6 separate regions of the Mus musculus genome follow, and all the other regions are linked to region 6. The links are chromatin contacts, called in public promoter capture Hi-C maps. All regions are on one chromosome and are shown on one strand. The core of a region is the stretch at or near the end of the contact, and the rest is flanking DNA. Distances in the headings are between cores, read along the strand shown. Region 1 holds the start of Cpsf3 (cleavage and polyadenylation specificity factor 3). Region 2 holds the start of Ywhaq (tyrosine 3-monooxygenase/tryptophan 5-monooxygenase activation protein theta). Region 3 holds the start of Odc1 (ornithine decarboxylase, structural 1). Region 4 holds the start of Rock2 (Rho-associated coiled-coil containing protein kinase 2). Region 5 holds the start of Iah1 (isoamyl acetate-hydrolyzing esterase 1 homolog). Region 6 holds the start of 1110002L01Rik (RIKEN cDNA 1110002L01 gene).

Region 1 (2,913 bases), core at 311-2,810, about 18 Mb before region 6:
TAACTGGTGTGATAAACAGTCAAGCTCTTTAGTATGTATACAAGGTCCTTCATAAGGTAGAGATAGCCTGCCCCAATCCGTCTGCTAATCTGTTACCTGCAACCAAAGTAAAACTGGCCATAAATCAGAACCTTTTGTGTGCGCCTGGAACATTATGGTTCCAATACTGTCTTTAATTTTTTCCAACTCTTTAAGCCTTAGCTCGAATGTCAATCACATTTCCAGAATGCGTGAGATCTGTCAGAAGAGTTTCCAACTGTTTTGAGACTCAGCACAGTGCTGACCTATACTCCTGAAACAGATGTCAAAATGAGCACTGAGCACGGTCACTGGTATCACTGCACTGCCCAAGAGCAAGCACTCCTCACAGTGAGTGCTTTTTTCCACATGAGGAAGTGGGTTCATTGAGGCTACTTCCGTATTAAACAGGAAGACTGGGTTTCAGGTCTGACACCAACGTAGCTGTCTATTTTCACAAACTCATTCCAGCACTCCCCACTTTACAATTTCACCAAAGGCGTGAAATCAATGAACTCAGCCCATGCCTGGTGATTTTGTTTGATATTTGCTTAGTGTATATAGGGAGATGACAGCATCACTTGGGTACATTCATTGGTAAGTGCTCAGTAAATCTTACTTTATGAGTGGGTAAAGGAGATAGTTTCCGGCCTTTGAAAATGTACACATTCATGTGGTGCCAAATAGTGTCTCATGCTGAACAACAACCACGTGTATTGGATGAGTCTCACCGCTCATCCAGTACGTTCTGCACCTTTAAATGTGTGAGGCAATTCTCTACAAAATATTCCAGAACGCCATTTCCACTAAAACCAATCTTTTATGGTGATTTAGCTCTTAATTTCTCGCGGAAACGCCTCAGCTTTCCCCTCTCCAATTTCCTCCTACCTTCTGCTAAGGTCTGAGCTCTCAAAGTACATACACCACGTCTTTAATTTCCCCGCCCATCTGAGCACGTGTAGGGTCCTGGAAAGGAGGCAGATGCAGTTCTTCCTTGCAGTGTCCTCTATCTGTCGGTTCCCTCAAGGCTTGCTCTGATGTACGAGATCCAGACTTGTGTTAATTGGCAACCCTTTCTTTATGAAAACACCCAATGACCTGGATTTTTTTTCCCCAAAATACCCTCCCCGAGACTGAAGGAAAAATGACATTCAACCTAGATAGCCCATCGATCAATGTTCTCCAAATCCCTTGAACCTGAGAGGCTGGACCCGCAGCTGCCTCCGCGGGGGTCCCTCCAGGCTCTCACACATACGGGGAGGGGGGCTCGCTCCCTCTCTAGCGCATCCCTTACAGGGGTCGGATCAGCAGCTGGTCGCTCTCCTCTGCAGGAATCGCAGACATCCTGGCAGTCTCAGGAGCAGCGTGGACCACGAACTCGTCGCCGCAGTCTCTAAATTCAAAGCACAGCTACTGCAAACCAAAGAAGAAAAAACCCCCACCACCAACACACAACTTCCGGCGCTCTAGCGTTCCCGGAGCTAGATTCGGCCCTCCAACTTCCGGTTCGAGAACGAGGTTCTTTAGGTTCCCGGAGGTGCGGTTAAGGAACTGGAGGCGCGGCCTAAAGACTGCGCCTGCGCATGATAGGGGCGTGGCCCAGCGGACCAGGGCAGGAAAACTGGCAAAGCCGGAGCTGGAATACGAACTGGAATAACCTACCGGCCGCCGCCGCTGGACCATCCCACACCCCGCGAGACCGGGGCGACCGGGGAACGAGCCGAGGAGGCGAGGTGAGAACCGGGCCTCGCCTCAGCCGGGCCAGAGGGTGCGGGTGTGTGGGGAGTACCCCGCAGCCCGCCGTCCTCCCATTCCCTCCACGTCCCGAGGCTGAGGCACCGACAGAGTGCAAACCGGGGAAAGGAAGAGGAGCTCGGCGCCCGGTCAGGGAGGGACCCGCGTTCCCGTGACAGGTCTACCGCCTGCCTCCCCGGGGACCAGGCTCCGCAAGACCCTGAGGCCTCCCTCTGCTTGTTGCTGCACCCAGGTGGGGTTGGAGTTAGCTGTCTACATCCTCACTTGTGCGAGGCATGTGTGCAGAGCTTTGGAAGCCTGATCTTGTCGGGGTCCCCAAGTAAACTTTGTGATGTGGGACAAGTTATTGAATCTCTGGCTTGGTTGACTCACGTGAATGCAGCTGGGCGTTCTCACTGCTCGGAAGGCTCCGATGACCCTAGGGACCGGCTGCTCCAGATGGGCCAGAGTGAGGGCTAGCGGTTTCTGGAGCATCTTGGCGACGTTATTGGATATCACCTCCTAGGGCAATTGTCAGAACCCTGTAACGAGTCCTCTTCCGCTATACTGTCTATCTACTGAGAACCAATTCAGCCTCGCCTTGCACTAGTTAGTTGAGGGAGTGGGAGTTTAAAGAAGAAGATGACATTTTAATGCTGTGATCTGATGTCTTTTAGTCCAACCTGAAAGTCCAAGGAAGGCTTTCTTTAAAAGGCCCGAAATAAGTTGTGCGAGGCAAGTAGTTGCCAAGGAACTTACAAAATGAGAGTTCTGTGGGAGGGAAAGTTAGATAGTATAAGAACATACAGGAGCTTAGAACCGCTCAGAACCAAAGTGGCTTTGCGTTCCTGAGAGATGTGTAGCTCATTGTTGAAGACAAGCTTGAGAGAGAGTGGTTGGAGAGCCCTGGGTGGGTTCTTGCTGGAGGGATTTGACCTTCCTTAGTCAAATCTTAGTAGTCAAATCTTAGTAGGACACCGGTGAACAACGGCCTAATAATACTGAGCTCTGATCTGTGTTTGAAAGAAATCATTGTTATCTTCTTTTCCTCCTCCTCCTCCTCCTCCTCCTTCTTTTTTTTTTTTAAAGATTTATTTATTATTATATGTAAGTACACCGTAGCTGTCTTCAGATGCACCAGAAGAGGGCGCCAGACCTCAT
Region 2 (2,776 bases), core at 145-2,644, about 18 Mb before region 6:
TTTCTGCAGTCTTCGGTCTGCTTGGTTCCGTTTAGCATTTGAATCCACTTTGCCTGTGGCAGTCACTGAAGTTCTTTGAACCCTTGAGGAACTACTGGAACTGGCATCTCTTCAGAGCCCAGGTGGCAGTTTCATTCTTTGAGTCCGGTAGGACAGCCACCTCACTAGGAATTGGATTGAGGGCTAGGAAATAAGGGAGCCTATTTAAAGGAGAAAAATGTTAGCTGTGACCCTGAATACATGGCATCTGGGGCAAATGCTCTCATTTCAGAAGGGTGTTTATTGTGCAGAGAAAAACATGAGATCTTCACAAATATATCAGGAGAAAAAAAACCCATCACACACAAAAAACAAAAGCATGCATACATGCTTTACAGAGTACAAAGGTGTGTGTGTTCGGGGCAGGGTGTACTTAGACATTAATGTGGAAAAGTAGTAAAGAAATGTTTAAGAAATATGCTTCCGGGGATCGGGTAGTCACAGCTGTGTTTGTTCAAATCGTGCTTAATGTCATTTCCCCGTTTTAAAGAAATGCTTACCTGACGCTGCCACGCAGTCCTGCCCAGATCTCCTGAATCTACCTTTCCATAAGGGAATTGCTGGCTTTCGGGTGCCTGTGTGAAAACTTGAATTAAGCCACTTTCTCTGGGAACGAATCCTTTTTTAATGGGGATCAGGATATTTCTAATTTGTAGCCGAAACAGGAAAATTGTAAGGGTTGCATTTTAATGTCTTGGGGATACAAACCTTTGTCAAGAACAGGAAGGTAGAAGAAAGGAAGGCGCTTGTGCATCAAAAGGGCTAATTATCTCACCCCTGCCAAGTCCAGCTGCAGCCGCAGCAGCTCGAGAGCTGCAACGCCCCATCTGCAGTGGTTGCTGCTACAGGACACGCGGTCGCAGCCTCGGAGGTCGAAAGCACCTCCGGTCCCGTGCCGCACCCAGGAGTGCCGGGCTGGCGGGGAGGATGAGGGGAGTTGGAAAAGCATCGCCATGGCAACAGTGACGTCCATTCACCCTGGATCTAATTGGAGGAAACCCCGTGGCCGAAGCCGCAGCCTGCGGGCCAACCGAACCTACCCGAGCCGACCCACCCTCGGAGCCTCCGCTTCGCTTCCCGCCCCGCCCCCTGGGCCCCCTTCCGCGCGCTCGCCCCTCATTGGACAGAGGAGAAGCTAGAGGCGGGACTCCTTGGGGAGGTGCAGCGTTCTATTGGTCGGTGGCGAGCTCGTCGGCTCCGTGCTAGGCTGAGACGGGAGGGTCCTCGGCTAAAGCCCAAAGCAGATCAAAGTGGTGGGACTCGCGTCGCGGCTGCGGAGACTAGAAGGTGAGTGCGGACACAGCTCTGGGACTGCGGCTGCAACAGCCGCCGCGAGGTACCGAGGCCGGGTTGGCGGAGCACGGTCCTCATATCTGCTAGGCTACCGCGCGCCTGAGGTTCGGGCTGGGACGGGAAGGTGCGGCACCAACGGCCGCTTCCATCTTGGGCCGGGTGGGGCCCGCGCTCCGGCCTTGGGGAGGCGCGGCGGGCGGGCCGGAGGGCGCGGGCGGAAGGCGGCGGCCCCGTGAGAGGCCGGAGGACGCGCCGCCTCGTGCGCTGAGACAAAGCGGGCGTCCGGCTGCATTGTCTGACGCGCTCTCTCCTCGCTCCTTTTTGTCCTCGCCGGCGCCGCCCCGCCCCGCCCCTCGCGGCTCTCAGGAGGACTCCGGATCCGGCTCGGCGCTCGCCCTCGCTCGCCATGGAGAAGACCGAGCTGATCCAGAAGGCCAAGCTGGCCGAGCAGGCCGAGCGCTACGACGACATGGCCACCTGCATGAAAGCCGTGACGGAGCAGGGCGCCGAGCTGTCCAACGAGGAGCGCAACCTGCTGTCGGTGGCCTACAAAAACGTGGTAGGGGGCCGCAGGTCCGCCTGGAGGGTCATCTCGAGCATTGAGCAGAAGACCGACACCTCTGACAAGAAGTTGCAGCTGATCAAGGACTATCGGGAGAAAGTGGAGTCGGAGCTGAGGTCCATCTGCACCACGGTCCTGGTGAGTTGGCGCCGGCATTAGTGAGGGAGTAGGGCGGCGGGAGCGACACCCCTTTTGTGTGGTGTTCCCGATGGGGAGAAACCTGTGGGATAGAGAGTTTGTGATTTGAGCCCCAGGCTTCCTTCTTACCTGTTTCAGAGCTTTCTCGGGGGTGGGTAACTCTTTTTTTCCCAAGCTCTGGGGTACAAAAACTTGGGGGGAGTAGCCGCGTAGGCTTGCACAAGACTGAAAAAGACCTATTTAACCTTGTGCCAGGAGAGTGGTCCTGAGATCTGTAAGTTCTTTCATGTCGTAGAAGGCATGGGGACTTTTACCATAGAGATGCTAGAATTTCCCCAGCCCCCCAAGATTTAGGAGTGAAAAATCTAGACATGTTTTATTTTTCATGTAAGAATATGTTGAGCCTTTCCTTGCTAAAGAGGTGTGGGGGTGGGTGGGTGGATGAGTTCACTGGATGAAAAGGATACAGATAATTTGAAGAATACCATGCCCTGGTCAAATTTCACTATTTAATAGTGTTTGTTTGTTTGTTTTCTATTTGTTGCCTCACTTTAGTCCGGTGTATGGAAATGAAAGCATTTCTGGTGTGGATGGGCAAGGAAGGCTTTCCAGGTTTTGCACTATCCAGTCCCAACCGGGATGTTAACTGCTATGATTCACCCTTATTAGAGGGGGCACTTTTAAATCTTGAGTCATTCATTGCCCAGATCTCTTATTCAATAAAGCAAGTTTCTAAAATTTAAA
Region 3 (2,805 bases), core at 157-2,656, about 14 Mb before region 6:
TGTGTGACCCACTTCAGTGCCTGCAGCCTACAGGCACGGAGGCTGGGCAATGGTTAGGAGCCACAATTTGCTCTAGCATGGGACACTATGAGAGGCCCACGGGGAAGAGCCTGCCATAAATCCAAATCCATGCATGGTTAAACATGTTAAGCCTTAATTTAACGAGACTTTTGGCAATGTCAACTTCCGTTAGCTGCCTAAACCTCTCCTAAGTTAAGACTAGAGAAGAGAGCCAGCCAACTCGTTGTATATCATTTACAACTGATGAATGGGCTTTGGCAGTAACTTTGTAATTTTAGGTCTTAAGTATTTTCCAGGCAACCTTCCGGTTTAAACACGAAAAGCTTTGAGATACTGTTTTGCCTTTCTGTAGCTTTGCCTAAATAATATAATAGATAAGATCTGAAAGAAAAATGTTACTAACACATTTTGGTATGGGAAGTAGCTAAATCGTGTCAGACAATTAGCACAAGAAGGTAACTCTGGAAGATATAAGCCAATTAAAACAGAAAAGAATTCCAATCAGTCAAAGTCTGCCCGATCTTAGGTTTGAATAAAACAAACCACTACATTCTTTGTCCTCTCCCAGACATTCCTGACAGGCTCTGCCCCCCACACTTTTTCCAGTTATTGAGGATTCTGAGTAGGGTTTCCGGGACAGCCGGGAACCCGTTTTCCCCTAAACCACTAAGTCATTCAAGGAGTTCTAATTCCAAGTCACAGCTGGTGGGTATTCATTAGCAGTGACTCCCAGACTAAATTTGGTCTACCAACTTCCACTCCGGGTCATCGCCTCTGCTCTGTACACGTAGTGAAACTAAAGAAAGCAGCAGGAAACTAACTGCAGGACCGCTGCTCGCGGCCGCGCTCCCCTGCACCTGCCGCGGGCTTGCCCTCCATCATCACCCGGGCAAGTGGAGCGCTGAGTCCGGCTGACGCGAAGAGGGCTCCCATGGGGGGATCCGAGGGCTTGCAGCCGAGGTCCAGGAGCAGCTGCCTTCAGGGCGGCGGCTCGCAAGGTCACCGGTCCCGGGCCACGTGTCCCCTGCCGGCGGCCGCAGTCCGGGCCTCGCGACACGTGGCCGCACATCCCTCCCGCGTCCCGCTCACCTCACAGCACGGTGGCCCGGCTGGCCTGACCCATGGAGGCGCCGCCGCCAAACCCCGAGGAGCGCCCGTCCGTCCGTCCGTCCGCCCGCCGCCGCCGCCCCGTCAGCCGCCTCGTCGAGCCCGCCGCAGACGCCGACCGGAGGTGGCGCCGAGCTGCTGGCTGAGGGCGGCCGGCGGTGGCGGCTGCAGGGACTGACAAAGCCCGACGGTGCGACGCGCCGCTACTTATACGCCGAGCACGTCGTCATGGAGACGCACCAGCTCAAACCAGCCGCGATCGGTTCCGGCCGGGAGGCGCGGGGGAGGGGCGGGGACTCCGTGGCGGCCAACCCGGGTCCCGGCGCCGGAGGCGGGGGACGCGGGCCGGGCGCGTCAGTGGGGCGGGGCGCAGCGCGTGCCCACCCACCCGCCCATACGCCCCGCGCTCCCCGCCGGGCCTCGTGTCGGACACGCCCTGCGGCAGGCCTGCGCACGCGCACCACATCACCAGTCCTGGCTGCCAGCATGCCGCAGGGCCCTATGGGCAGCGGGCGGGAGTCGGCTGGTGCATGCGCACATGTACCTGGTCGCCAGTCTCTCGCCCCCTACCTCTCCGCCTAGGCACACAATCTCTTCCCCCTCTCCAGGTCCTAACGGCTGAACCCAGACCTGGAAGACTAGCAAAATTCTTCCTCGGCTTTCCATTCAGGGGGTGGTATTCCCTAGCGGGGCAGGCGTATCGCAGATGCAAGCGGAGGATGGATGGGCCGTGAGCTGTGCGCCGGCCACATAGACTAGACTTGGTGGCGCAGACTGACCCTGCATCACGACCCTGTATGCCTAAGCCTGAAAGCTTGCTGAGAGACAAGCCCGCGGAGGCTGACCCGGCCACTCCGTGTTATGTTGGTGGCTTCCAACTAGATGTTAGGCATCAGTTGCATGCTAAGTACGCCTTCTATCTAAGCAAGGGTCGTATTGAAAGGCGTGTTAGGGACAAGGTAAGAGGTGGTGGACAGCCACCAGCTGTCTCTCTTATTCTGTCTTTCAGGGTAGCTACAACTTTGAGAAGCCTGAATGCGAACAGAGTCTGGGCAGTAAATTTGTATCCACCAAAGTTACATTGTTAAAGAACAAGTGGGACTGACTTACATATTCAGTATTGGAAAAACACACGAACACTACAATTTGTTACTATGTATACTATGTATACGATGTTAATGGTTTGTTAATTCTCAGTTAAAACCCCTCTCCCAGCCCAGACGTTGAGATACCATAGCAGTACCAAAAAACTAACTTGAATCACAGCAAAGGAAAAAACTTGAAGCTTTTCAAGGGCCTGAGCAGGGCCAGATGACCCACACCTTTAATCCCAGTACTCAGGCAGAGGCAGGCTTTTGTTTATTTGTTTTTTGTTTGGTTTGGGTGGTTTGTTTTTGAGACCTGGCCTCTCAGTTTAGCCCTGGCTTTAGTGGAACTCTACCTGCCTCTGCCTCAAGAATGCTGGGATTAAAGGTATGTTCCTTCTCTGACCAGCTAAATCTCTTAAGTTTGAGACCAGTATAGTCTACAAAGAGTTCCAGACCAACCACGGCTACATAGTGAGACCCTATCACAAAACAAAGTCAAACAAACAAACCCCACTGGCTTTTCTCCAGAGGTCCCTAGAGAAAATCCACAACCCAGCTCCACTCCCAAACTGTTGTGCAGTTTTGTGCA
Region 4 (3,032 bases), core at 402-2,901, about 13 Mb before region 6:
CTGAACTTTCTGGCCTAGGATCAAAGTTTTGCTAGCAAAATACCAAAGTGAAAATCCTGGCAGTGACACCAGAGAAGCTTTGCTTTATCTACAAAAAGGCTATGAACTCCAAGCAATCCTGCTCTGAAGACTTCCAAAATACGTCCCACAAGAACACAGGAACCCACTACCAAACAAAAACACTCCCCCCGCCCCCAAAAGTCAAAATCTCTATATTTACACATCCTATAGAGCGATACCCACACTCTAGTCAGTTCCTGCGCTGTGGCCAAACAGAACTGAGTCACTCTGCAAATGATTCCAGAAACCTCAAAGGATAACCAACGGCCTCAGAAGAAAAGTTAGTCAGTGGAAAGGGAGGAGACAGTTTTTCTCATCACAGAGTCACTAGGCTTCTCCTAGCAGAGCTCAGGTCTGACATGCTTTTTGGCACAGAATGCCTGATCACCCACCCTAAGTCTAGACCTCCAAAGCTAATAGCCGGAGTATCTTTTTTTTTTCCGACTTCTCCTCAGGGTACACGTTCACACCACTTTTTCCCATAAATGCAACTCTAGGTGCACACTAATCAAATTCGTTTGCCAAGCATAATCGCTTCCCTCAACACGACCAGAAGTATACCAGCATTCTACATGGCATTTATTGTAAATCGTGTTCTTTTCTTAACCGAGCTCCAGTTAGCTGCCTTTTCCAAGGCTCTTAATTTGGATTTTGAATGCTATGGGAAAGACAAGATGAAGGGGAGAGATTTATCCCATTCTACAATTCAGACTCATTTCTTGGCTTCAGAGCAACAATCTCCGGAAATTTAATTTACATAAATTCAAATGTACTAAATAGCTACTATGGAATGTCCAAGAGCAACTGAAAGCAGCAAACTTGAGCTAGCTGTGCGTTCCCAGCTTCCTGACGAGCTCTTTGTCGTGTGCCCCCGGTGGTACTCCCAATAGGAAGAGCGTCGGGTTTCTTTCTCCCTGGGTTTTCACCCTAGCTCCCACACTGCGTGACACTTTCAAATTGGGTAGCCCAGTGTAGGAAGCACAGCCAATCCTCCACCTTTCCGCCCCAAACCAACTGGGTAGGCGGGAAGGAGACCAGGGGTGTTTCCTCCCTGCGCGCTCCAAGAACGGGGGCGGCCGAGATGACACTCGCTCGGCAGGGAGGTGGACCCGAGAATCCCAGGTGGGGTCTCCACTCTGGAACCTGGGTCTCCAGCTCCCCGGGCAGCCGGAAGCGGGGCGGGTGGGCCGAGGGGGGACCAGGCAGGGCGGGGAGTTCCCTCCCTAGCCCGCACCTACCAGCAGACTCTCCACGTTGATGGGCGAGCGAGGGTCTCGGATGAGCGCCTCCAGCTTCCTCTGACGGCCGGCGCCCGCCCCGTCCCCCGGCGCGGTCTCGGGGGCGCCGGGCATTTTCCCCGTCGGCGGGGGCCGGCTCATGCCGCTTCGCCGGGCCTAGCGCCGCCCGCGGAACCTCCGCCCCGGCACGCCGCGCGCCGCTGTCTGAGGAGCCGCCCGGCCCGGCCGGGAGCAGCGAGGCACACGGCGTCCCCGCCCCTCAGCCGCACGCGCGCCGCCCGGCCCGTAGCGAGCTCGCCAGGACCCGGCGGGCGGGAGCGGGGAAGGGGCGCCCGCGCCGCACCACCCCGCCCTCGGGGCTCAGGCCGCTAGGGCCGTCGCCCGTCCACCCGCATATCGCCGCCGGCCGCCTCGCGCGCCCACACGCCCGCTCCCCTCACACGCAGTCGGAGCCGCGTCCCTACTCGGCCGCGCGCCGCCGCTACCCACAAGCCCCTCCGCCCGCGGTCGGCTGCGCGCGGCCCGGCCCCGCCCCGCCCACCCCGGCGCGGCCCCGCGGCACGCCCCGCCCCTGGCCTCCGGCCACGCCCCGCCACCGGGCTGAGCAGCCAGGCTTCTTTTCCGTTCCCGCCGCCTGGCTAGTCTCCCTGCCTCGTCGGGCCGGTTCGCGGGACTGGGAGGCGGGACGGATGGCAGCGCGGTGCCCCGTGGTCCCCGTCGTGTGTCCCACGTCGCCGGCCGGACCCAGAGGCCTAGTTGACGTCCGCGCCCCCCGCCCGCTGTGTCCCGCTGACTCAGCGCGCAGCTATGCAAGCCGCGCCGAACTGCTGCGCCCCGGGTCAGCGCCCTTCCCAGGCCTGGTGCGCCTGAGGCCTGCGCCTGGGGCTCCCAGGGGGCGGGGAGGCCGCGCCCCTAGCCCGCGCTAAGAGTGTGGGACTCGTTTGAATCCTGTTGAGTCCCGGAGCTGGGAGGCCTGGAGGAGTTGTTTCTGCCTCCGGGTCATAAATCCTAAACTCTCAGAAACCTTTGTGCCCTTCCCTGACCAAGGTGCCCGCCTGGCCTTAGACCTTAGACACTGGCCAGGCGGAGGGAACAGGAGGCAATAAGGAAGCGCTTCTGCATCCGCGGGGCCCTTGCTTTTGGAGAGTGAAAGAGAGGGGCTGCTTCTCCGCATTCCTGCCCTCTCCTTGCCCCCTAGCCATTGGTCAGATCCTCTCAGGGCGCAATCGGAAAACTATGTGCCAAGAGCTATAAAACTGTTCACAGAGCCCCTTTGACCCAGTAAGGCCATTTAAGGAAGTCCAAGTGTAAGGAAATGATCCGAAAAGAGGAGGACTTTGCGTGGAGATGTTTACAGCAGGGCTATTCAGAATGTTCGCAATGACCAAAACCCTGGGAGTGGACCCAATCTTCCAGCAGCTGAATAATCCAAACAAGCTCTTGTCATATTCACGGGAAGAATCCTACGGGTATTGCAAGCCGGTTGAGACTAGGGAAAATTTACCGGAAGTGAAAAAATGCAAAGGGGATTATGAACACTTTGAAATGAGCAGCTAAACAAGTGAGAGAACACACTTGCTCCTAACTGAATGGGATTTTCCCCCCACTTCTAAAGATGTCAAGTAGGGTGGTGGCCTCATAGGTCTTTAATGCCAGCTCTGGGGAGAGACAGAGGCAGGAGGGTTTGAGGCTAACCTAAGTCTAGAGAATGAGTCCCAGGACAACCAGAGCTAC
Region 5 (3,035 bases), core at 420-2,919, about 18 Mb before region 6:
AGGGATGTCCTTACCTTTGAGTGAAGAGTCATTGGCACCAAAGAAGATTGTAACGGCCACTGGGTTTTCCATCCCAGGCCCTTTCCTGATAAGTCTTGGGAGGATAATCTTGGCCCATCTGGTGTTATAACCTGAAAATCCACGATTCAGAACATCACACTTTCTGAAAGAAATTGGTTAAAAAGATGGGTTATGAGCTAAGAGCATAACCTAGTCCTGGGAGCTGTCCATAATTAACCCGTGTTCTGTGAACCTTATGGGAACGCTCACCCTGCCCAGACTCCTCATGTCCCTCAATGAGATATGAATTCCATACAAGGGTCTAATTCTATACATTTTAGTGGTGACTCAAGGTACATCTAAAATGGACTTTCCGATAGACGTTAACCAAACGGGTACAGAACGTTAGGAACCCACTAACAGGCTGGTTTGAAAGGTTCCAGGAAGGCAGAGCAGCCAATACAAGTGCTGCTGGTTCCCATGTGGTAGAAACTCGATTTTGTTGAACCTGAATTCCTTTCCTTTAACATGTATCCAGGAGGGGAAAGCTAGCAGATAAAAGCCTCCACCATTCACTCTGACTATGCTTCCCACCAGAAAGTAGCCAAGTACAATCTAGGAACTGTTCTTACCTGACTAGTCTGTCAGCCAGCAACGAGCCCCATCCACCCTGCTGGAAAGAAAACTGAAGAAAGAAGTCTGTTACTACCCACACAGCTATACACTATGGCATGGTGGTGGGCCAGGCCTGTTAGATGCAGACTCCGTTTAGACACTCCCAGGCTTCTTTCTTGCCTTCCTTGCTTGGGAAGGTATTTTGAGAATTACTGTGGCTTCACTTGGAAACTCTCTGGACATGAGAGGGTTTTACTGTGACCTAACATTAGAGACATTCGTTATCTGAACAGCAGAAAGCTCAACTATGTTGAGTCAGCTGACATAATGTTATCCCATTTCTCCACAGCTGAAAACTAAGGAAGCCTATGCTCTATTGATTTCCCTGACAGTCATGGCAATCCTCCAGCAGTATTGCGCCATCTCGCCCACTCACAAAAACTTAATGCCCAATATCTAAAAACAATGTTGCCAATTACTAGGGAAAGCCAAGCCCGCGTACGAGTAAATTGTGGAGAAGCGTCTTTTTTTGTTTTGTTTTGTTTTTTAATCTCCCTGAAGGAAGGCATCTTGAAGAATTTCCTCAATCGGGAACTATATGTTTTCAGATAGGGTTACTTTTTCATGCTGTTGAAAGCATTGTTTTCAAAAACCACTTGGTACTGGACCTAAGCCGCTTGAGGAAGAGAGGAGTGAACTAGTCGGTTCAAAGTTCAAAGTAGCTTCGGTGAAGAACCCGCAGGAGGTTGCAACCAAGCGAAGGCGGACCCTTTAAGCTCCCGTGCACCCCGACGCGCACCGGGCCATCCAGAGTCCGGGGGAGTCGGGCAGCTCGGGATCCGTACCGGCTCGCGGAGCACGGTGGGGTGGGGGAGAACCGCGCCTGGACTGCTCCGACACGCACGCGGATGCAGCCGAGGGTGCGGCGGGTACCTGCGTGATGGAGTCCCCGAAGAGCAACACGCGAGGCCAGAGCAGAGCGCTCCCGCTAGCAGCTCGCTCGCACAGCGACATGGTAGAAAGCCCAAAACCCCGCAGGGCTGCGCCGGATGTGGAGGAGCCTCGCGCCGTGGGCGGAGCTAGCTGCGGGCGGGGCTAGCCGTGGGCGGGGTGAGCCCCAGATCAAACCTCTTTGCACTCAGGTCTCCTGAAGCGAGTGTCCCCGGCCGGGTGAGTCCTGCCACCGGTTCACCCCAACCCCGCCTCTCCGAGACTGGGGATAGCTGTGGTGCTTGGAAATCTCGTTTTTAGCAGGAGCACTCGTCCATTTTTGGCCATGCCCAAGTGGAGGATTTCCTCTTCCAGTACTGGACTTGATGGGCACAGTAAAAGATAGAGGTGTCTAGGGACCCTCACTGTAGACCGCCTGACTTCACGGTATCACATGCCCCAGCTATTAAAAGGAAATTTCTAGTTTTATGTAATAAATTTTTGTATGTTATGGGGGCCCTAGGCTTTTGGTATAGGCCAAAAACATGGGAATTTGGCTGTTTTATAGAAATTTCATTTTAAGGAAGTCAGATTTACACTGTTAGCAAAGCACCGGAGCGTTTACACACCCAAGAGGGTAGGTAGACAAGACAGGCTACATGGGCGAAGTTCTTTGCCTTGATAGTGTGCTCTGAAGGAGAAGCACTCCCTTGAGAAGGGTGACAATCCCAGCAAGGAACTGAAGTGTTGCTATTTTACATAGATAGCAAACCTGGCCTCCAGGTTCTTTCAGCATCGCTGCTCAGCCCCTACCTGGTACCCTGCCCCCAACCCTGGACTGTCCAGCACAGGGGCTGGACTCTTCTGTAGTAGTCAATGAACTTTTTTTTTTAAGATTTGTTTATGTATATGAGTACGCTGTTCAGATGGTTGTGATTGTTGGGAATTGAATTTAGGACCTCTGCTTGCTCTGGTCCAGCCCCAAGACTTATTTATTACTATATGTAAGTACACTGTAGCCATCTTCAGACAGCAGATCTCATAACGGGTGGTTGTGAGCCACCATGTGGTTGCTGGGATTTGAACTCAGACCTTCAGAAGAGCAGTCAGTGGTCTTACCCGCTGAGCCATCTTGACAGCCCTGGGACCAGTGAACTTGATGGCCCAACAAACCTGCGTTTTTTATGTACTTGAATCTGGCTTGAACTGACTAATTTTAACATCAGAGAAACATCACTGAGCTCCACCCACTTTCTCCTTGGTCTGAATTTTATGTCCTTTAGAAAACCAGACTAATGAACTAACTCACACTACATCTGAGGCATAAAACCCCATCTCTGAATTGAACATGTAGATCCCATAACAGATGAGTCCTAAAAGTGGTGGTTTTAGAATCATAAGCCAAGGAATTGGGTAAGGGTGTGGAGAACAGGGGTTTCAAAGCTGTGGCACAACATTTGCATTCAACTCAAAACTCAGATTTGCCAGTA
Region 6 (3,001 bases), core at 140-2,639:
TCTCACAAATACTCATTGCTAAATGACTTTTAAATTCCATATAACAAAATTGGAGTGAGGGGCACTAATCACAACTTCATTGGTCCGGTCCACTTTCACTTTAACTTAAAAAAGAAGAAAAGAAATGAAAAGAAAAGAAAAGAAAAGAAAAGAAAAGAAAAGAAAAGAAAAGAAAAGAAAAGAAAAGAAAAGAGGAGGGGAGGGGAGGAGAGAAAAGGAAAGGAAAGGAAAGGAAAGGAAAAAGGAAAGGAGAAAAAGAAAGCCAATAAACTACACGTCCCACCATGCATTGCAGCCTTACTCAGAGTAGGTCTCTACGGAAACAGAAAAAAAAATTCTGAGTCCCACCTGTTACTTCGTTTCTAAACACCTCCTGCACTTTCAGCTCTCACAGCAAACACAAAAGCCTCGTGACCTCACATTGGCTCCCGGAGCAAGATAAGCGGGGGCCCCGGTCTGGCAGCACCTCTGCCTCGACAGGAGAACGCCACCGAGCTCAAGCGCTCCCCTCTCCTTTCCGGGGCTGGAAGCACGCACAAACCGCCTCCTGTCTGCATCCAATCGGGGCTCTCCGAGGCGCACAAGGGAGAAGAACCGGTTACTGGGCAAGCACAACACACAGGGCCGAGACAAGGGGTAACAGTGTAGGGGCGACAGCGACATGACCCCGAAAGGCAACCTCACAACACCGAGGAGGTCCAGTCGTAGCCACCGCGAGAAGTCGCAGTCGCGCGACGGATTCCTCGCGCCGACGCCTCGGTCTCCTCACGGCTCTCCAACGCGCCCGTAACTGCCGCTCTCTGCGCGCGCTTTCCTGATCCTCAACCCGGTCGCGGGGCCAAGTGACCTCCCTTGCCTTGCGACGGGTGGCCGGCGAGAAAACGAACTCCTGCCAGCCTTTCTCTCTGCTCCCTCCTCCTTACCGTCTTGGCGGCCTCCGCCCAGGTCCTGCCCTTCTTCCTACGGCCCTTTTCCCTCATGTCGGTTCTGACTGACTGGGAGGCTTCCGTGCCCCGGCTCCGGCTGCGTTCCCTCGCCTGCTGCGCCCTGCACTGCTTTTCCCGCGGTGCCAGGAAAGGTGGGAGAAAGGGGAAGTCGGACCCGAGAAGCAACTCAGCGAGCAAGCGGCCGCGGAGGCGCGCAGTGGCGGGGGTAGGGGGCTCTACGGGGTGGCCGGTCCTGCTGCCGCTGCCACTGCTACCGCCGCTGCCATATTGGGTTCTTACTGTACAAGCAGCTTCTGTGGTCACGTGACCCCTGCCGCGCGGCCGTCACTACTGTACGCTGCAGGCCGCGCGAACGAGCGCGCACTTGCGCGCGCCCCCAGCCTCGGCGTCGGACCGGCAGGCTGCAGCAGTTAGCCACGCCCCTGCACTTCCGGTGTCTCCGCATCGAGCCCTTGCGCACGACGGAGGGCGGCCCATGGTCTGTGGGTCGGATGTCTGGCGGTCACACCCGCCGGGAAGATCTTCTGGCGGAAACAGAATCTGCTCCTTTCGGGAAAGGCTGATTGCGCGGTTACGTGCAGCGTGTGTTGAGGAGTGGCTCTGGAAACTTAAAGAGCCCGACGATCAAGTGATCTTGCCAACTACCGTTTTAATCAGCATGTTTTATTTTGTTGTGGTACAGGCTCAGGTAAGGCGGACCTTAAACTCCGAACTTCTGTCTCCCATTACTGGTAATTACAGGCATGCATCGTCTTGTCCTCAAGTTCATTTTTTACAAAGCTTATCTTTTTGAAGACGTACCGCGTGCAGTTCTTGTCTATTATTAATCTGATTAATAGATGAGACAGGTTAGATTGATTTACCAACTCTCTAGTATAGGATGTGAATATACCAAAAACTAAGTTGTTAGCTACCAAGCCTTGTCTCGCAAAGTAAATAGACCTTTTTTAGGCCAACAGAAACCACGTTTATGGCTCAGAGGATAAGTGCACTGACTATTCCGGAGGTTCTGAGTTTAATTCTCAGCAACCACATGGTGGCTCACAACCATGGGATCCGATGCCCTCTTCCGGTGTGTCAGCTACAGTGAAGACAGCTACAGTGTACTCATACATAAAATAAATATTTTTTAAAAAGGAGTTTAGAAATCGCATTGTGTTTTTACATGTGATTGGTATCATCAAAGAAGTATGTTTTATCTCCCTTGGCACAGAGCCTATATGTATCAGGAATCCGTTAAATATTTGTTGAATGGTTCAGCTATGTCTAGTCAAGAAACTATTCACTCTTCATAATGTCAGTAACACCCTCCTGAATATCCAGAACATTTTATCTCTGATTATCTGTTCTTGTAAACAACATAGAGGAGAATGCACAGCGGCTAGGGATGTGGCTCAATGCAAGCTCTCCGCCTCCCATGGGTACTGGGGATTGAGCCTGCAGGCTAGCATAAGCCTTCTACCACTCAGCTGTACTCCAGCCATTCTGTTGTTTTTACATAGGCAGCGTCCCCCTAAATTATCCAGACTGTTCTTGAATTCGTTCTGTAGCTTAGGCAAGTGTACACGGATTTCTATCTTCATGCACACCAGAAGAGGGCATCAGATCTCATTACAGATGGTTGTGAGTCACCATGTGGTTGCTGGGAATTGAACTCAGGACCTCTGGAAGAGCAGTCTGTGCTTTTAACCGCTGAGCCATCTTTCCAGCCCCCAGCTTCGGCAAGTTTTGACCTTGCAATCCAAATTATTCAGCCTCCATAGTACCGGGGATTGCAGGCCTTCACCATGAAGGCACATCTCTAGTGATAACCTGTTGTCTAGAATGTAGGCGCTCCCTAGATGGGTTTCAGCAGTTCATAGAACTCCTTACTATTGGCAATATTTTCTCTGTCAAAATATTTTCTGTGTCATGGTGCATCCTTGTCATCTAAGCACTAAGAAGATTAGAAGCTTGGGTTATCCATAAGGTCTGCTACAGAGCAAGTTCCAGGCTGTCCTTCAGACACTGTCTCAAAAAAGAACCATCAACAGTGTGTGTGTGTGTGTCTGTGT

Evidence for each region. Promoter capture Hi-C pulls out the DNA fragments that hold promoters and counts their contacts.
Region 1: a promoter capture Hi-C map of pre-B cells shows a contact between it and region 6. The contact joins the promoter of Cpsf3 here to the promoter of 1110002L01Rik in region 6. A contact is called at or near these places in 3 of 39 promoter capture datasets (cranial neural crest, maxillary cranial neural crest and pre-B cells).
Region 2: a contact with region 6 is called in a promoter capture Hi-C map of pre-B cells. The contact joins the promoter of Ywhaq here to the promoter of 1110002L01Rik in region 6. A contact is called at or near these places in 2 of 39 promoter capture datasets (cranial neural crest and pre-B cells).
Region 3: a promoter capture Hi-C map of pre-B cells shows a contact between it and region 6, with 2.3 times the contacts expected there. The contact joins the promoter of Odc1 here to the promoter of 1110002L01Rik in region 6. A contact is called at or near these places in 3 of 39 promoter capture datasets (cranial neural crest, maxillary cranial neural crest and pre-B cells).
Region 4: a contact with region 6 is called in a promoter capture Hi-C map of cranial neural crest. The contact joins the promoter of Rock2 here to the promoter of 1110002L01Rik in region 6.
Region 5: a contact with region 6 is called in a promoter capture Hi-C map of pre-B cells. The contact joins the promoter of Iah1 here to the promoter of 1110002L01Rik in region 6. A contact is called at or near these places in 4 of 39 promoter capture datasets (cranial neural crest, frontonasal cranial neural crest, pre-B cells and 1 more).

The regions. Positions count from the first base shown.
Region 1 is chr12:21,284,944-21,287,856 of GRCm38.p6, reverse strand. Cpsf3 (cleavage and polyadenylation specificity factor 3) reads right to left here and starts at 1,560. Exons shown (of 18, transcript NM_018813.3): 1 at 1,313-1,560. The coding sequence starts at 1,362. It overlaps Itgb1bp1 (integrin beta 1 binding protein 1), which reads left to right and starts at 1,573. Exons shown (of 7, transcript NM_008403.5): 1 at 1,573-1,751.
Region 2 is chr12:21,416,054-21,418,829 of GRCm38.p6, reverse strand. It overlaps Ywhaq (tyrosine 3-monooxygenase/tryptophan 5-monooxygenase activation protein theta), which reads left to right and starts at 1,394. Exons shown (of 5, transcript NM_011739.3): 1 at 1,394-2,032. The coding sequence starts at 1,739. Gm4419 (predicted gene 4419) reads right to left here and starts at 948. Exons shown (of 4, transcript NR_166748.1): 1 at 748-948; 2 at 540-614; 3 at 1-200.
Region 3 is chr12:17,543,474-17,546,278 of GRCm38.p6, reverse strand. Odc1 (ornithine decarboxylase, structural 1) reads right to left here and starts at 1,406. Exons shown (of 12, transcript NM_013614.2): 1 at 1,111-1,406. It overlaps Gm22748 (a small nucleolar RNA gene), which reads right to left and starts at 133; the gene lies at 1-133.
Region 4 is chr12:16,893,597-16,896,628 of GRCm38.p6, reverse strand. It overlaps Rock2 (Rho-associated coiled-coil containing protein kinase 2), which reads right to left and starts at 1,651. Exons shown (of 33, transcript NM_009072.2): 1 at 1,299-1,651. The coding sequence starts at 1,439.
Region 5 is chr12:21,315,026-21,318,060 of GRCm38.p6, reverse strand. Iah1 (isoamyl acetate-hydrolyzing esterase 1 homolog) reads right to left here and starts at 1,669. Exons shown (of 6, transcript NM_026347.3): 1 at 1,549-1,669; 2 at 633-685; 3 at 15-163. The coding sequence starts at 1,629. It overlaps Cpsf3 (cleavage and polyadenylation specificity factor 3), which reads right to left. Exons shown (of 18, transcript NM_018813.3): 18 at 3,005-3,035.
Region 6 is chr12:3,425,135-3,428,135 of GRCm38.p6, reverse strand. It overlaps 1110002L01Rik (RIKEN cDNA 1110002L01 gene), which reads left to right and starts at 1,389. Exons shown (of 3, transcript NR_030694.1): 1 at 1,389-1,635. It overlaps Asxl2 (additional sex combs like 2, transcriptional regulator), which reads right to left and starts at 1,279. Exons shown (of 13, transcript NM_001270988.1): 1 at 924-1,279. The coding sequence starts at 980.